Regions from separate parts of the Mus musculus genome. Here region 2 is linked to region 1. Evidence: chromatin contacts called from public HiChIP or PLAC-seq data. All regions are on one chromosome and are shown on one strand. The core of a region is the stretch at or near the end of the contact, and the rest is flanking DNA. Distances in the headings are between cores, read along the strand shown. Region 1 has its middle 16 kb from the start of Gm24612. Region 2 holds the start of Rad51d (RAD51 paralog D).

What was found. HiChIP or PLAC-seq counts read pairs in DNA pulled down with a chosen protein or histone mark.
Region 2: an H3K4me3 HiChIP or PLAC-seq map of embryonic basal ganglia shows a contact between it and region 1, with 2.9 times the contacts expected there. The contact joins the promoter of Rad51d here to the enhancer-like site in region 1. A contact is called at or near these places in 10 of 39 promoter capture datasets (the 3T3-L1 cell line, cranial neural crest, embryonic stem cells and 6 more), 3 of 115 datasets of contacts at active chromatin or transcription factors (craniofacial prominence, embryonic basal ganglia and embryonic limb bud) and 3 of 9 other capture datasets (adipose tissue, liver and pancreatic islet).

The regions. Positions count from the first base shown.
Region 1 is chr11:82,576,846-82,584,486 of GRCm38.p6, forward strand. No RefSeq gene overlaps it. Among named protein-coding and RNA genes, the nearest start is that of Gm24612, 16 kb to the right of the region's middle. Within about 2 kb of position 3,351, at least 40 of the 459 cell types and tissues checked have an H3K27ac peak or open chromatin away from gene starts, as enhancers often do. A contact at or near this core is called in embryonic basal ganglia, where this site is marked.
Region 2 is chr11:82,886,273-82,893,913 of GRCm38.p6, forward strand. Rad51d (RAD51 paralog D) reads right to left here and starts at 4,352. Exons shown (of 10, transcript NM_011235.4): 1 at 4,066-4,352; 2 at 3,698-3,759; 3 at 3,420-3,538. The coding sequence starts at 4,147. It overlaps Fndc8 (fibronectin type III domain containing 8), which reads left to right and starts at 5,873. Exons shown (of 4, transcript NM_030224.1): 1 at 5,873-6,128. The coding sequence starts at 5,923.

The sequences.
Region 1 (7,641 bases), core at 2,101-4,600:
TCTCTAGGGATAATTAAAACCTCCTCCTCAAAACAGGAAGCCTTGAAATAGCTCTGCAGCCACATACCTTGTGCCTGCTGAACTGCAGGGGCTCTCGGAGCAGCAGGAGGAGGTCACAGTGCCATCACACCCTTGAAGAATCCTCCCATCAAGGCCAAGCCAGACAAAGAAGACACCATACTGCAGCAGCTCAGAAAGCTTAGTGCCATCACTGGGGGCTGTGTTCAGACCACACATGCTACCCTACATTCATGAATGACAGTGAGGACAAAGGAAAGTCTGACTAGGTGAGCTGGACTGTCTAAGGTCAGGAGCAGGGATGGGAAGCCTTTCTGGATATCAGGAAGTGAGAGGGCATCAGTCTTGAAGAATGTGACTCTGTATCTCGTACTGGGCTGGCTAGTCATCTGGACCCATTCCCAAAGGGTGACATTTTCCAGTCTGTACCCATTTCACAGGCCCGGAAGCTGAGTCTCAGGGACTTGAGCTTCTATGCTTAACAGCATATAAAGCTGCTATGAGAACAATCAGAGACCCAGATATTTTGACTCCAGGGTCTATGGGAATGTCTGTCTGTCAGGGAAAACAAACTAGGGGAACTCTGAACAGCAGAGGGAAGGCGTTCTTCAATGAGGAAGCAATAGTCTGCCTTAAATCTTTGATGGCCAGCCACAGAAGACAAATGAGCTTTAATCTGCACATCTCCAAAGGCCAGAAATGCTGTGGATAGATGTTATCACAGGGCAGGTTTAATTTAGTAGGGAGAATTTAACAGGTAGAACTTGTCCACTGTGCAGTGGGGAGGTGGGCCGCTCTATGTATCTGAAAGCACGTAAGCTCAGGCTGAATGCCCACCCAAAACTTCTGCAGGAAGGCTAGACCTGACCCTTTGTACCCTCTTTCAGCATTCTCTAGAAAAGGCTAAGTGGCTGGGTTGCCAAGGCTCAACTGACAGATGGGCTCTGGACCCCAACCTCCCAGATTCTCCTTTGCAGCTTTCCAGACAAAGTGTGAGCTGGGGATGGTGAGAGAACAGGAGGTCCCTGCCACTACCTGCCCACATGCTGAATGGTGAGGCATTAACCTGGTGGCCCTTCATCAGAGACTGCACACACAGCTTCAGGATGGATCTGGCCAGCCATTCCTCCAGTTTCAATTACTCTGCAAGAAGTTCACCTGCTGGCAGGAGGCAGAAAAGGCATAAGACAGAGAAGATGAACTTCCCTGAGAACTGTGGTATGCTCTCAGCCTGTGCAGGGGACTGCAAAGGAGGGTCTTCTCGGCCCTATTTCAGCCAGACCCACTAAACTGCAGCCCCTGGGTTTCCTGAGCCAGGCTGAGAGAGCTGAGTAAGAAAATGGGGAACATTGAGGCTCTCAAGACAGCCAAGGCCAGAAAAGTGACCAGTGGGACCCCAAAAGATGTTGAACCCCATGCACACCCACCATGGAGGGGTGGTGCACTGAAGATGACATGGTATCTTTGAACTAAGAGGTTTCTATTACTTTTAAATAACCTTTCTACCTTTGTTCCTCTGGAGTCTGCCAGTCCTAAGGGATCCAAGAAAGGCCAGTTAGCCTTCAGGCTTCTTTCTGTCTCCTGAACTTACCAGGGTGTTGTCATTCACAGAGGTCTCCAGAACAGAGTGGTCTCAGAATCTATCGAACCCTCTACCTCTACCCTATGACAGGTATCCTATGCCATTGGGAAGTATCCCGGATAGTGAGGAATCCTGGCAGTGTGGGAGGAACTCCCAAAGCATCTCTGGGGAAGATATTAACCCTCCACGGAAGGAGCTTTCTGAATGACAGGAAGATCCAGAGCCCTGATCCGAGGAGGAAGAACAAAAATCGGCTCTCACACAGCTGCTAGCCAGGGTGCCGCCCTCGACAGTGCTCCTACAAGTGGGTGCTGAGCAGGGCAGTGCATCCACACTTCAGGAGCCCCCCCCCCAGGTTTACCTGGGTACAGCAAGGCTCTGAAGCGGCCTCTCTTCTTCCACATGCAGCCTCAGAAGCTGCTTGTGGGAGCAGAGAACCACAGGGTTCTATGTGTTGATGGCAGCCAAGGAGAAGAGACTTATTAATTTAATCCTTAAACAAATTTACAGAAATTGTCGGTGGATTTTCAGGAAACCCAGGAAAATGGTTTCTAGGGGAGCCGGCAGATTCTCCCCACTGTGTGTAGTGCGAGTCGGCAGAAATGAAGCTGCGTTATCAGAGCCCTTTCCCCAGTGCTCTCAGGCATGGAGCCCACCTTTTGGCTTACCTCCTCTCAGATTGCTCTCCATAAGCAGAGCCAGAAAACTGGCTGGGGAAGACCTGCAGCTTTCATCACTAATCCAAGGGATTAACTGGGCAAGCAAGGCAGATACTTAACTATTTGTATCACTGTTTAACGAATGGGGAAACTGAGGCAGAAAAGGATTCAGTATCTCATTGCCAGAGGTCCCACAGTTTCTTGGTGGCAGATGTAAGGTTCAAACCAGGGTGCCTGCTCCTTCCCCCCACCCCACCCCCAAAAAATCAGCATTACAACTTCTTTGTTCTACAACCTTAATCTCTCTCTCTCTCTCTCTCTCTCTCCCTCTCTCTCTCTCTCTCTCTCTCTGTTTTTGTTTTTCAAAAGAGGGTTTCTCTCTGTAGCTCTGGCTATCCTGGAACTCTCTCTGTAGACCAGGCTGGCCTTGAACTCAGAAATCCGCCTGCCTCTGCCTCCCAAGTGCTGGGATTAAAGGCGTGTGCCACCACTGCCTGGCTCTTATGTCTCTTTCTTTTGCCTTTATCAAGAAGAGAAGCCACACACCATCTTCCCATCCTCACGGGGATTCTAGGCCAACTACCCTTTCTGATGTCCTCAAGGGCAGCCTGATTGTCATCCCAGCCAGTTGCCCAGTGTCCACGCACCTTGTCACTCTGTGCCACCTGCCTCTTGGGCAATCTTTTATCCTGGTGGAATTCAGCGCTTTCTTGGAAGTTTAGTCTTCAAGAACTCAGACTTGAAGTCTTTTTCACCCACAATCCATCTGGGTCCGTGAGGCACAGCCTCTTGGATGGAATCCCAGGCCTTAGTTGGAATCTCACAGCAACTCCCCTGTTTGCTCACTAAGACTGCCGACGTCATTAGCCTCAGCTCCAGGCACTGCATTGACTCAGTCCCAGCTGAGTGCATCCCCCAACCCTAAGGAGGTTAGGGCCAGTTAACCCACTCTGAGAGGTCACTGATCCAGCACTGATAAGGAATTAGAAAAGCCCTGACCAGCCAGCAACCCTTCCCAGGCCACCGTCCCTGGTCAGACTCCAGTGCCTCCATCCACTAGAGCCCTCATTAGCATCTTAATGTGAGGAGCATATGCAATGAGGCATCAGAGAAAATCCCCGGCATTTAAATTCATTAACAGTCCCTGGAAGTCTTCAGTGCGAGGTGGAATTATCACTAAACTGCTTTTAACTTACCAGCTGTGCACTAAACTGCCAGCCATGAAGGCTGGGTGTTAGAGTCTGGCAGGAAGGCCTAGAGGGGTACTGCTGTCTGGGAGCCTAAACTCAGGGATGCCCGGGCTGCTGGCTGGAGGGCTCTGTTTCCTAGATTTCTGTTGGGCACCCTAACGATGAGTGAAAAATTCAATCAACCAGCTGGCTTGTCTGCTTAGGAACAATCAGCCGGCTCGACTGATATTGATGTGTCCGTGCTTTTCCGGTTAACTTCCATGACCCAGCTCTCTCTGCTCCAAATCTGATGGATGACAGGGAAGATGTTTCTCCACTCCCTGGAGCAGCTTCCTTCTTTCTGGCCAGCCTCTCCCAGAGTTCCATCTGATCTGCCCAAGGCATCTCCTGGCACCCTCTCCTCCCTGCTCCTGGTTTCTACCTACCCTGTTGGTCCCCCATCCTAGCAGGCAGCCTACAGTGTCAAACTCTTGCTAAGTATTGTCTTCTCTACATGCCTTGATTGACATCCCATCCCGAGGCGAATGTGTAGCCTGTGTAGACCCCAGATTATAGTCATCCCTGGCACCAAAAGCCGAGCTCAGCTAAGATCCGTGGAACCCATTAATTGATTGACGAAATCTTCTTTGCCTGTGGTGTCAATCACAGAACCTGGTGCACCGTAGTGTCTCAATAAATATTTGCTGAATAAATGTTGGGTGACAGATAAATGCTTACAGCGGGAATAAGGTGGGGTGAGGTGGTTAGGATTTAGAAATTCAATGCTCTGTTCAACAAATATTAATTGTGTGACTAATCAGAGTAAGCTATGGTTAATATTTATATTAGCCTTCCTATCTGCAAAGCCCACAGTGTGAGCTGGTCTAATTTTTGTAACAAGCCTGGGAACAGGATTCTAATATTATACTTGTTTTACAGATGGGGAAACTGAGGCCATTAATTGGCTTGCCCCAGGCTGTCTGGCATAGGAAAGCAAGGATTTGAACCTGGGAAGGCTAGATCAAGATCAATGCTCACTGGTAGGTGTTAATCAAGAGACATTATCTGCAATTTTACATTTCCAACCCCCATCCTGAAAAGTTAAAATAAGTGAGTGAGATTAATTTTTAAAGATATTTTATTTAACCTGATGAATCCAATATGTGATCTTTTCAATGCAGAGTGAACATTTAAAAGGCATTAATGAGACACTTATGTCCTCGTTTTCACACTAAGACTGGGAAATCAGTGGCCGTTTAAGGTTCACGGACCCGGCTGCATTGCTCAAAAGCCCTGTGTTGGCTGTGGCCCTGGGGAGGATGCTTCTGAGCTGCATTCAAAGCTACTATGTGCTTCTGCTCTCCAGCTTACCCCAGATCTGGACTTGGAAAACACAAGAGATGAACCAGACACAGTCCGGTTCAAGGAAGGCGTGGTTTTCTCAGTACCCAAGGCACAGCGATACCATAGAGGGTGTAGTGGCTATTCCTGGTTGTCAACTTGACTATATTTGGAATGAACTACAATCCAGAATTGGAAGGCTCACCAGTGACCCTTATCTGGAGGCTTGGAGATCCTTATCTGGATCTTGGTTTGAAGATCTTGAGTCATAGTGGCTATGGATTCCAGAAGATTGAATCTCCGAGTTTAAGGAACACACCTTTAATCTGGGCTACACCTTCTGCTGGAGACAATATAAGGACATTGGAAGAAGGGAGTCTAGCTCTTGCTCTTGCTCCTGCTCCTTCGCCTGCTTGCTGCGTGAGACTGAGTAACTGCTAGATCCTTGGACTTCCATTCACAGCTGCGACTGAACAATTGTAAGGAATTGGGCTGCCGACTGTAAGTCATCAATAAATTCCTTTACTATCTAGAGACTATCCATAAGTTCTGTGACTCTAGAGAACCCTGACTAATACAGAGGGGTTTGGGTGACATAAACTAGGGTATAATCCTGTGAGGACATGGGGCTGAGAATGAGGAAGGAGTAGCAGAGGGTAGGCTTCCAGGCCATTAGGTACATTTCCAGAAGTCAGACAGCTCCCTGGAAGAGCTGGGAAGAGCACCTGCCAAGGTCTTGTAGTAGGGAGGAAACAGCAAGTTCCTGGGACCATAGGGAGTCTGTTCAGAATGGCTAGGGTCAGGAGGCTGGATTGGGTAGGAAGAAGCCTGGGTGGAGAGAGGAGACCCATCACCACAGCTACACGAAGGACACACCGAACAGATCTGCACTAGACCTTGAAAAAAGGATGCTAAATGAGGGAGTGATCAAAATCAAGTGTGCATTAAAAGGTGAGGCGAGGGGAGCGGCCGCCATCATGGTGAGCCACCAGAGTCTGAGCAAAGGTAAGAAGTGAGGCCATGTCATGAGACCTGGTAGCCTGTGTTGGAAACCAAAGGGAAGATCTGACCCCAAATCTCTGGCCAGGAAGCTGCAGGATACGGAAGCTCTTCTTTAAGAAGAAACATGGGGTGGATGACTGAGGAAAGTGTAGAATCCTGGAAAAGAGCAGGAGAGGCCTGGAGGGATAAGGGAAGAGACGGGATTAGAGGTACAAACCTGTTCCTTCACCCGCTGAATGGTCACTGAATACCTATTGTAAGCCCGGGGGTTTAAGGTCAGGTTGCATGTACCTGCCCTGTCTACGATTTAAAGAAAAGGAGGAGCCCACAGAAGAAAGGGGTGAAGGTGTGAAGAGACACACTGGTCAGAGGAAAGTTGCACCGTGGTGAGGAGCAGGTATTCAAGAGTAGAATGTCCAGGCTGCAGAGTCTCCTGGGGCTGCAGTGGGATGAGAAATCTGAACTCTTTGCACAGCCCTGGCCTCGCTGACCCAGAAACCTCACTCTACCACCATGCACAACTCCATCTGGCCCCCAGTGCCAGTCTAGAAGTACGAGAGGACATGGAAGCTCAGGCCCTCAGTGCTCTGTGTCTTTCTCTCTGTGAGTCCCTTGTCCTAGGATGAGGGCATCTAAAATAAGGTTGACAAGCCAAACTTAGAGAAGTGGCTCTAGGCTCCAGGCCTCTCCCGGTGACCACTGCATCAGGAAGGCTGGACCTTCCCTTCCTACCCCACCCATATGAGCTTATTCACCTCCCAGCCTATCTGCCATGCAAATGCTGATGTACTAGGCCTGTGGACTCCAGGAAGGGAGAGACCCAGTCTGGGAAGAGGTGGCTATGTGAGCCCAGGGGAGCTCCTGAGCCACGGTTTTCTGAGATCTGTGAAAGCCCCTTGGGAGAAGAAAAAAGAAACCATGCCATACATCCTCACCATCCCACAATGTTGTTATGGAACCAAGACATATCCAGCCACATTTGGGGACAAAGTACACGGCCCCAGAATGTCCATTCAAGCAGGTCATCTTCCAGGTTGGTCCTCTTTAAGGATACTTACTTAATTTCAGATGAGCAATACGTAGATTTCTCAGTAGAAGTGTGTGCTGTGTGCCGATCAGTTGACTGGGCCCAGTGATTGGGTGGGAGGAGCTCCAAGCTTGCAGGTTTTGAAAAGCAAGTGAAAGAGGCTCTCCCAGCTCATTCCCAGCTAGCTACCTAGGGAGAGGTCTTTGCAGATGGAACCCTGGAGATCCAGGGAAACCAGGTACCAGCCATGGACCCAGTCCCTTTCGGTCATTCCCCTGCTGCCAGCCAGGGCCACTGTCACTCATAGTGGAAGGGATGGATTGAAAATTGGCTAGTAAGAGATGCTGCTGTTCTGCAAACTAGAGAACTCGCCCTATTGGCAGGCCCAAGCCAGATCCCTGAGCACTGAAGTGAGGGTCCTCAGAGAGTTGACTCCTACCCCAAACCCAGTCTAGACACAGAGTCAAGGTCAACCATCACACATGGGGACAAATGGTGCTTCATAAACACACGCACGCACACACACACATGCACACACATGAATTCACACAGGCATGCATGCACACATATGCATAGGCATACAAGCACGCACACACACATGCACACATACACAGACACACACACGTCCCCCAGCATAGCCCCAGCTCCTTCTTGAAGGTCTGATGAACACCTAAGGACAATTGATGTCTGATGGACAACAGGAGGTTGAGGGTGGATGGACAAGCCGTGAGGCTGTCAGTCCCCCCTGAAGCTGTCGCTTCAGAACCACAATGAGGTTTTCACAACCACCAGCCAATTAGCCATGAGGTAACGGGTCTGCGATCCCAAAGGCAGCACCACCGT
Region 2 (7,641 bases), core at 3,102-5,601, 310 kb after region 1:
AGAATCAATTCTGCCTGCACAGTACTAGGTCTTTCTGGGTTTGGGTTTTTGTTTTGTTTTGTTTTCTTTCCCTCTCTTTTCTTTTTTTTTTTGTGACATGGGGTCTTAACTCAAGCTAACCTTGAATTCCTGGCATCAGATGATCTTCCTATCTTAGCAACTGGAACTAGGCACACACTCCATGCACCCAGCTTCCAGGGGCGTTTGTTTTTTAAAAGTACCCTCTATCAGCAATTGTCTGGAGTCACCAGGAGCATCAAAAACTATCAAGAGGCTGTTTGTATTCCTTCCTTGGTGATTCCAATCTGCAGACAAATTTGAGAAACATTGTCCTTGATTGATTAAATAAAAGTTCTATCAGGGGCTGGAGAGATGGCTCAGGAGTTAAGAGTACTGGCTGCTCTTCCAAAGGTCCTGAGTTCATTCCCAGCAACCACATGGTAGCTCACAGTCATCTATAATGAGATCTGGTGCCCTCTTCTGGCTTGCAGGCATACATGCAGGCAGAACAATGTATACATAAATAACATTAAAAAAAAAAGTTCTATCAGCAGGACCCAAGAGTGAGTATTTCTTTTTTTACACTTAGCAGATGGTCATAGGAAAAGTGAATCGCTGGTTTTGACTCCAGTTAAGACCCCATCACATGATAGGTTATGGTGGCGCACGCCTTTAATCCCAGCACTCAGGAGGCAGAGGCAGGTGGATCTCTTTAAGCTTGAGGCCAGCTTGGTCTACAAAGTGAGTTCCAGGACAGCCAGGACTACACAGAGATACCCTGCCTTTAAAAAACAAAAACAAACAGAGAACCCACTGGGGGGGGGGGGGCTGCTGGAGACTGCTCAGCAGCTAAGGCTACTTTCTACTCTTTTTTTTTTTTTTTTTTAACTTGGTTTTTTCAAGACAGTGTTTCTCTGTATAGCCCTGGCTGTCCTGGAACTCACTCTGTAGACCAGGCTAGCCTCGAACTCAGAAATCCACCTGCCTCTGCCTCCCGAGTGCTGGGATTAAAGGCGTGTGCCACCACACCCGGCTTTACTTTCTACTCTTGAAGACTTCAGTTTGGTTCCTAGTTAGGCCTTGAACTCACAGAAATCTACCTTCCTCTGCCTCCGGAGTGCTGGGACTAAAGGCATGCCCCATCATGCCCGGCTTTAAAAAAGAAAGAGAGAGAGAGAGAGAGAGAGAGAGAGAGAGAGAGAGAAAAGGAAAAGGAAAAGGAAAAGGAAAAAAAAAAACAACCACATTCCGAGGCCCCACCTCCATAATCTGCCTCCCAAACAACTTTCATTTGCATTTCCATCCCTGACTCCTCCTACTGCTTCTGGAGCAGGGCTCCCTACCACGGCCAGGACACCCCCTGTTACCTCTGAGCATATCAATATGCAGAAGGACTCCAACCAGGACTGCCTAGGGGGCAGAGGTTTCTGGGATTTCTCCCCACCTTTCCCATGGAACCTCCCATCAGTTATTCTGTATTCAGTCACTCATACAGACACCTTGCCTCATGTTTCCTGCAAACCTTCTTCCAACAGAGATAACCGACAACAAAAGCTCTGGCTTGCAAGGCATAACTGATCCCTCCATCTACAGCGGTGTCTGCCCTGCAAAGATTTACGCTGCACCTCAGCACGCCAAGAAGGCCCACAGCAAAGGACCCTGTTTAACAGGTTTAATGCATGCTAATCACAAGTTTCACTAACCTTGCCTATAGCCTTACCTTCCCGGTTTCAAAGTTACATCCACTAGGTAGGCACAGCACACTGGAGGGAAATCTAAAACCATCTTTTTTTCCTTAAGATTTTTACGTAGGTATATGAGTACACTGTTGCTGTCTTCAGACACACCAGAAGAGGGCATCAGATCTCATTACAGATGGTTGTGAGCCACCATGTGGTTGCTGGGAATTGAACTCAGGACCTCTGGAAGGGCAGTCAGTGCTCTTAACCACTAGGCCAACTCTTCAGCCCAGCAAACCACCACCTTTGACTCTTCAAATTTACACCTGATCTCACAGTAAGTCTCTCTTCTCACATCTCTCCTTCAACATGTCTTCCGTGGTCACAAACCCTGGTTCAGACTTACACAACCCAAACCAGCAACACAAGATCCCTGTTTGGCCTCTCCTGGCTGGCTGGCCCGTCTGTCCTGCACAGCTATGCCCCATAGCCTACAAATGCTTTCACAGTGGCCTCTCACCTCCAAGTATACCTCGGAACAGTCAGCTGGAATTAAGTTAAAATCCTGAGCCCCACTCCTCCAGAGAGCATCTGCATGTGTCTGGCACCCAGTAGGCACTCAGCCAATGTTTGATGGATTACAAACACAGACCCCCAACCAGCGAGAGCAAGCACCAGACTGTGCGGACCTTGCCAAGAGAATGTGTTATGGAAACAGCAAGGGCCAGACCGATCCAAAGACCTCTGTGATGGCCGTGTTATTCATCAAGCTCCGCACAAATAGGCCGGGAGAGAGGTCAGACTCGCTTGGCCAGAAAATGCTAGCTGTCTTCCAATTCTTTCCCAACCCGAACAACAGGGCACAATGTAACTGCTCTTTTTGGAGTATGCCCGTTCCCCTCTGCTGCCTCAGATGGCAGAGACAACAGGTTCTGGATCAGATAACCCCGGGCTCACCTCTGCTGGCCCCTTTCTTAGGCTAACCACAAGGGAGGTCAATAACTTCTAACATCCATAACCTCGGGCAGCAGTTCTCAACCAGGGGTCACAACACAAGCCCTCCGACGACTGCACAACCCTTTCACAGGGGTGGCAGATCCGACTATATTGCTTTTAGAGATTTACACTATGATTTACAACAGTAGCAAAATTACAGTTATGAAGTAGCAAAGCAGTAATTTTATGGTTGGGGGGGGTCATCACAACAGGAGGAATTGTATTATAGGGTCACAGCACTGGGAAGGTTGAAAACCACTGGCCTATGTCAGCGCAAAAGTGCAGACTCCCGGGACCCCAATCCTTCCCCGGGTCTCACTTGCTACTTGCTTTATTTTGACGTATGGTGGACTCTACTAAACAATGGGGGTATTAACGACATCTTATGTTATAGGACAGTGGCTCTTCACTGGGAAAAGTTAGCTTGTTGGAGATACTGAGTCATTTTTTGATTATTAAAACTGGGGGCATCTTGGCATCTGGTGGGTAGAGAAGGACCAGGGATGCTGTTAAACGACTCTCAACGCACAGGATATCTCTATCTCAGGAAATAACGACTTGCCTCCCCCCCCCCCCCCCCCATCAATTGTGTTGAGGCTAAGAAACCCTACAGTTTTACTCTAGGGAAAAACACTCAGGAGTCCACACGCCTGCAGTTCCTCTACCGCTCTGGACTGCCCTCACCAGCCCCGTCCTCTGAAGCCTCAGTCTCTGCTTTCACCTTGTCCAGGTTCGCATACAAACCTTCCGATGCCGGTGGACAGGATGGCCGTGGAAGTCTTCAGTTCCTCATAGAGATCTGCGCCATTTAAGGGGAAAGCCGAGAACTGCGCCAGCAACACCCTCCTCAGGGCAACGAGGGCCTGCCAATAGGGCGGACACTCAGGCTCCAGGCCCGCCAGATTGCCCCCTCAGAGCAGCGCCCCCCCCCCCCCCCATCTATCCCAAGGAACTCTGATCCTGCAGCGTGGGGGCGCAGCTGGAAGAGGGGTTGGAATGGAGCTTGCAGATCGCGAGCTCACCTTGTAGGACAAGCCACACTTCTGGGCTACTTCCTCCAAGTCAGCAGCTGCCAGGTCTGCCACTGGAAAGAGAGCAGGTGCAGGTGATTGGCAGCAGGAATGGCTTAGCCTTGCCACATTTGCCTTTTGCTCTGTTGTCAAACGGGATTAAGGTCTTATTCTACTACCTATCTCGAGCACGCAGGCCCTGATGCAGGACCGACCCCGCAAAGGGCCCAGCACTCAGTAAAATCCTCTGCCTCGGCTCCTGCGAACCCAGCTTCCTCAGAAAGTCAGAGGAAGAGTGCGGCCATCCTGTTAGAGCAAAAGGCCCCGTATGTGTACCACGACCACGGTGCCGACCCCCGGGGTAGTGCCCATGAGGTCACCTGTTTTTATCTTTCGGCCTCTGAGAAGCTGGACGGTCTCCTCGGTGAGGCCCGGGCACAGCCCTGCCCTGAGCATGCCCATAGTCCCTACAAACCCAGGATGCCCTGGGGGCTCTCTGTCACTTGGGCGCTCGCCGAGTCCCCCACTCTGGGCATTCCTCAGTTCTACTTAGGGAAAAGGTCCTGGCGTGCCAGCGCGGGACGAAGGGGCGGGAAGAGGATGCAAGTCGAGGTGAGGGACACTAACCCTTCCCAACTCGCAAGACTCTAGGCGCCCTAGGCCCGCCCCCTCCGGCCGACGCTTCCGGGTTCCGGGACTGGAGCGTCTTTTGTAGGCCAGGCCTGCAGCGCCATCTGCTGACCATGAGGGCAAACACAGAGGCTTTGCGACTCGCGCCAGCCACCTGCAAGCACACCTAGAGCTTACATACATGCACAGAGACACAAGCACACACACCGACACACACACACACACACACACACACACACACACACACACACACACACACACACACACACACACACACACACACACACACACATTTTGTGTGTCCAGCGAGTCTTCCAACGAGTCTCTTGTGTATACCAGCCTCTATTTGCAAAGCTAGGGGACACTCACTCTACCTAACTCAATATTTACAGAGTGAAGCATCCCTGACTTCTAGTAGCATTCTTGTTAGGAAGACAATGAAAGTGGATCAATTCAGATCATTACAGATTGTATGATCAAGCTGAGATCCAGCGAAGTTCACAGAGAGTACCTGTGTCCCTATATTTTCCAAATTTATCAAGTTCTATCTTACGTATATAGATGTTTTGCCTGCATGGATGTCTATGCAATCCTGGCATGCCTGGTACCCAAGGCAGCCAGAGAGAGGGTCAGATCCCTTGGACTGGAGTTACAGATGGTTAAGAGCCACCATGTGGGTACTGGTCTTCTGGGAGAGCAGTCAGTGCTCTTAACCACTTAGCCATTTGTCTAGCCCAACATTTTCCAGAGGTTTTAATGGAAGTAGGGAAATGCTTGAGTATATAAAATACTATTTTGATTTTTTTAACCACATCTAGTGGAAGAAATAAAGCAGTTTTACAAAACCCACGAGTGAGGTTCTATTTCTGCCTGTATTTTGTAGTTGAAGGAATTTGGGCTCAGTAAGATTGTTATTCTTTGATTTATACAGATAGGAAGCACAGAACTGAATCTCCAGTCCATATCCAGCTGCAGGGCTCATTTTTAGAAATATCTCCTCATGTTCACCATTGTCTCTCAATCTTTCAAGGTGTTTGGAATCCTGGCCCTGAAACCAGCTACTCTGTGAGCTACAACCCACAGTAAGCTTTCACTGTGCCTGCGTTACTGGCTATGGTGGGATTTGCTGCTTAGATCCCAGGATAGAGAGCCTTAGAAGTATCAGTAGGCAAAGGCCTTCTCTTCAAAGTCTGGTTGGCTCAGGCCAAGTGGTGTTCTCTGTGCCACTAGCCTGCTACCCCTTCCTGGACAGCTCTAAAGAGGCACAGGCAATTAAGCCTTTTGAAGTCCTCAGAAGAGGACCGAGTAGTTGTGACCACAAACGTGACCTAGAGAGGGTCATGTGTGCTGGAAGGGGCCATCAAGTTTCTTTCTTGGCTCAAGCCCACCCCTAACCCAGGCGTTTGGTCTGTCCAGCTGCACAGCAAACTTCCTATCAAGGGGAGGCTGGCCCCCCGATTGTTACACTCTGTGATGATTGTGAAGTCAGAGCACTGCAAACCTTCTCACCCAAATGAAGGGTGAGACCTTTGCCTCAGTTTTTCTCTGCTTCCTGCCAGCTGGTTGTCCTGGAGGGTGGTGGCAACCCTGCGCCCCACCCACACCAGATGGCGACGGTATTCTGTAAAGTGGGGGGTGGAGAGGAGGCTGTACCGAAGAAGGAAGCCCTCAATGTTATCAATGTGATTGACCAACTGCCAAAGCCCTGTCCAAATCCTAAGTTTATTAACCGGTCCATGGCTACCAAAGGCCTCCTGCTCCCGTCAAGACGCAGCTTGGCCAGCTTCTCAGAGGAAGAAAACACCGATGTCATGTAAGACACGATTTGGGGTCCTCATTTCTAAGGCTGGAGAAGCTTTGCAGCCCACTGTGGTGGGTCCTTCAGGGAAGAACATATCAGGAGGTTCCCCATGCACCCGCCCTGAGCCCCACATCAGTTTTGAGAGGATGTGGGTTCCCCATTCTAGCTGACCTTCCTGGACTAGCCAGGGGGTGCTTCCTATTCTGCTTGCCACTCTCTGCTACCCCTGTCTTCTCTCCCTCATTTCTCTCACTTTAATGCCCCACCTGCCTTCCAGCTGAGGTTCACTGGTCTGCTAAGTCAGTCTGAATTTTCTCTGCTTCATACCACAAAACTCTCTGCTTCCTGGTGAGAAATATGACCCAGCATCAAGTTGGGGGATGCAGAGGTGGGAAACATGGTCCCTGCCTCCAAAAAAAATGTCACGCCTGGTGCCAGTGGTGTCAGAGGTGGGGGGCATCAGACAATAAAGGAGATACAGTACAGCCTGGTAAATGCCGTCACAGGGCAGCTTGAGAAACCAAGGGCTTGGGATAGCTTGGGATATGGTGCAAAAAAGGGAGACTTCTTAGAGGAAGATTTCCAGGGAAACGGTGTGCAGGGTGACTACTGAGGAAATAGTACAATCTCATTGAAGTGACCCGTGAGTGGGCCCTGGGCTTAATCTAATGTTCTGTTAGCACTGTCTTGAGCTACTATGTGGATGCTGGGAATTGAACTCTGTCTTCTACAAGAACAGCCAGTGCGTGCTCTTAACCACTGAGTCATCTCTCCAGCCCCAGACATGAAATCTTTTTTTGTTTGTTTGTTTGTTTGTTTTCGAGACAGGGTTTCTCTGTGTAGCCCTGGCTGTCCTGGAACTCACTCTGTAGACCAGGATGGTCTCAAACTCAGAAATCTGCTTGTCTCTGTCTCCCAAGTGCTGGGATTAAAGGTGTGTGCCACCACCGCCCATCGAAATCTTTTATAATTGCTTTTTTTTTTTTTTTTTTTTTTTTGCTGGGCAGTGGTGACACATGCCTTTAGTCCCAGCACTTGGGAGGCAGAGGCAAGCAGATTTCTGAGTTCGAGGCCAGCCTGGTCTACAGAGTGAGTTCCAGGACAGCCAGGGCTACACAGAGAAACCCTGTCTCAAAACAAACAAACGAACAAAAAAAAACCAAACAAACAAACAAAAATTTGTTTTAGGTATGTGAGTACACTGTCACTGTCTTCAGATACTCCAGAAGAGAACATCAGATCCTGTTCCAGATGGTTGTGAGCCACCATGTGGTTGCTGGGAATTGAACTCAGGACCTTTAGAAGAGCAGTCAGTGCTCTGAACTGCTGAGCCATTTCTCCAGATCCTGTAATTCATTTTTTTAAATTTATTTTTATTTCATATGCATTGGCCTTTTGTCTGCAGGCATATCTGTGTGATGGTGTTGGGTTCTTCAGAACTGGAGTTACAGGCAGGTGTGAGCTGCGATGTGGGTGCTGGGAATTGAACCCAGGTCTTCTGGAACAGAACTGATATTCTTAAGTG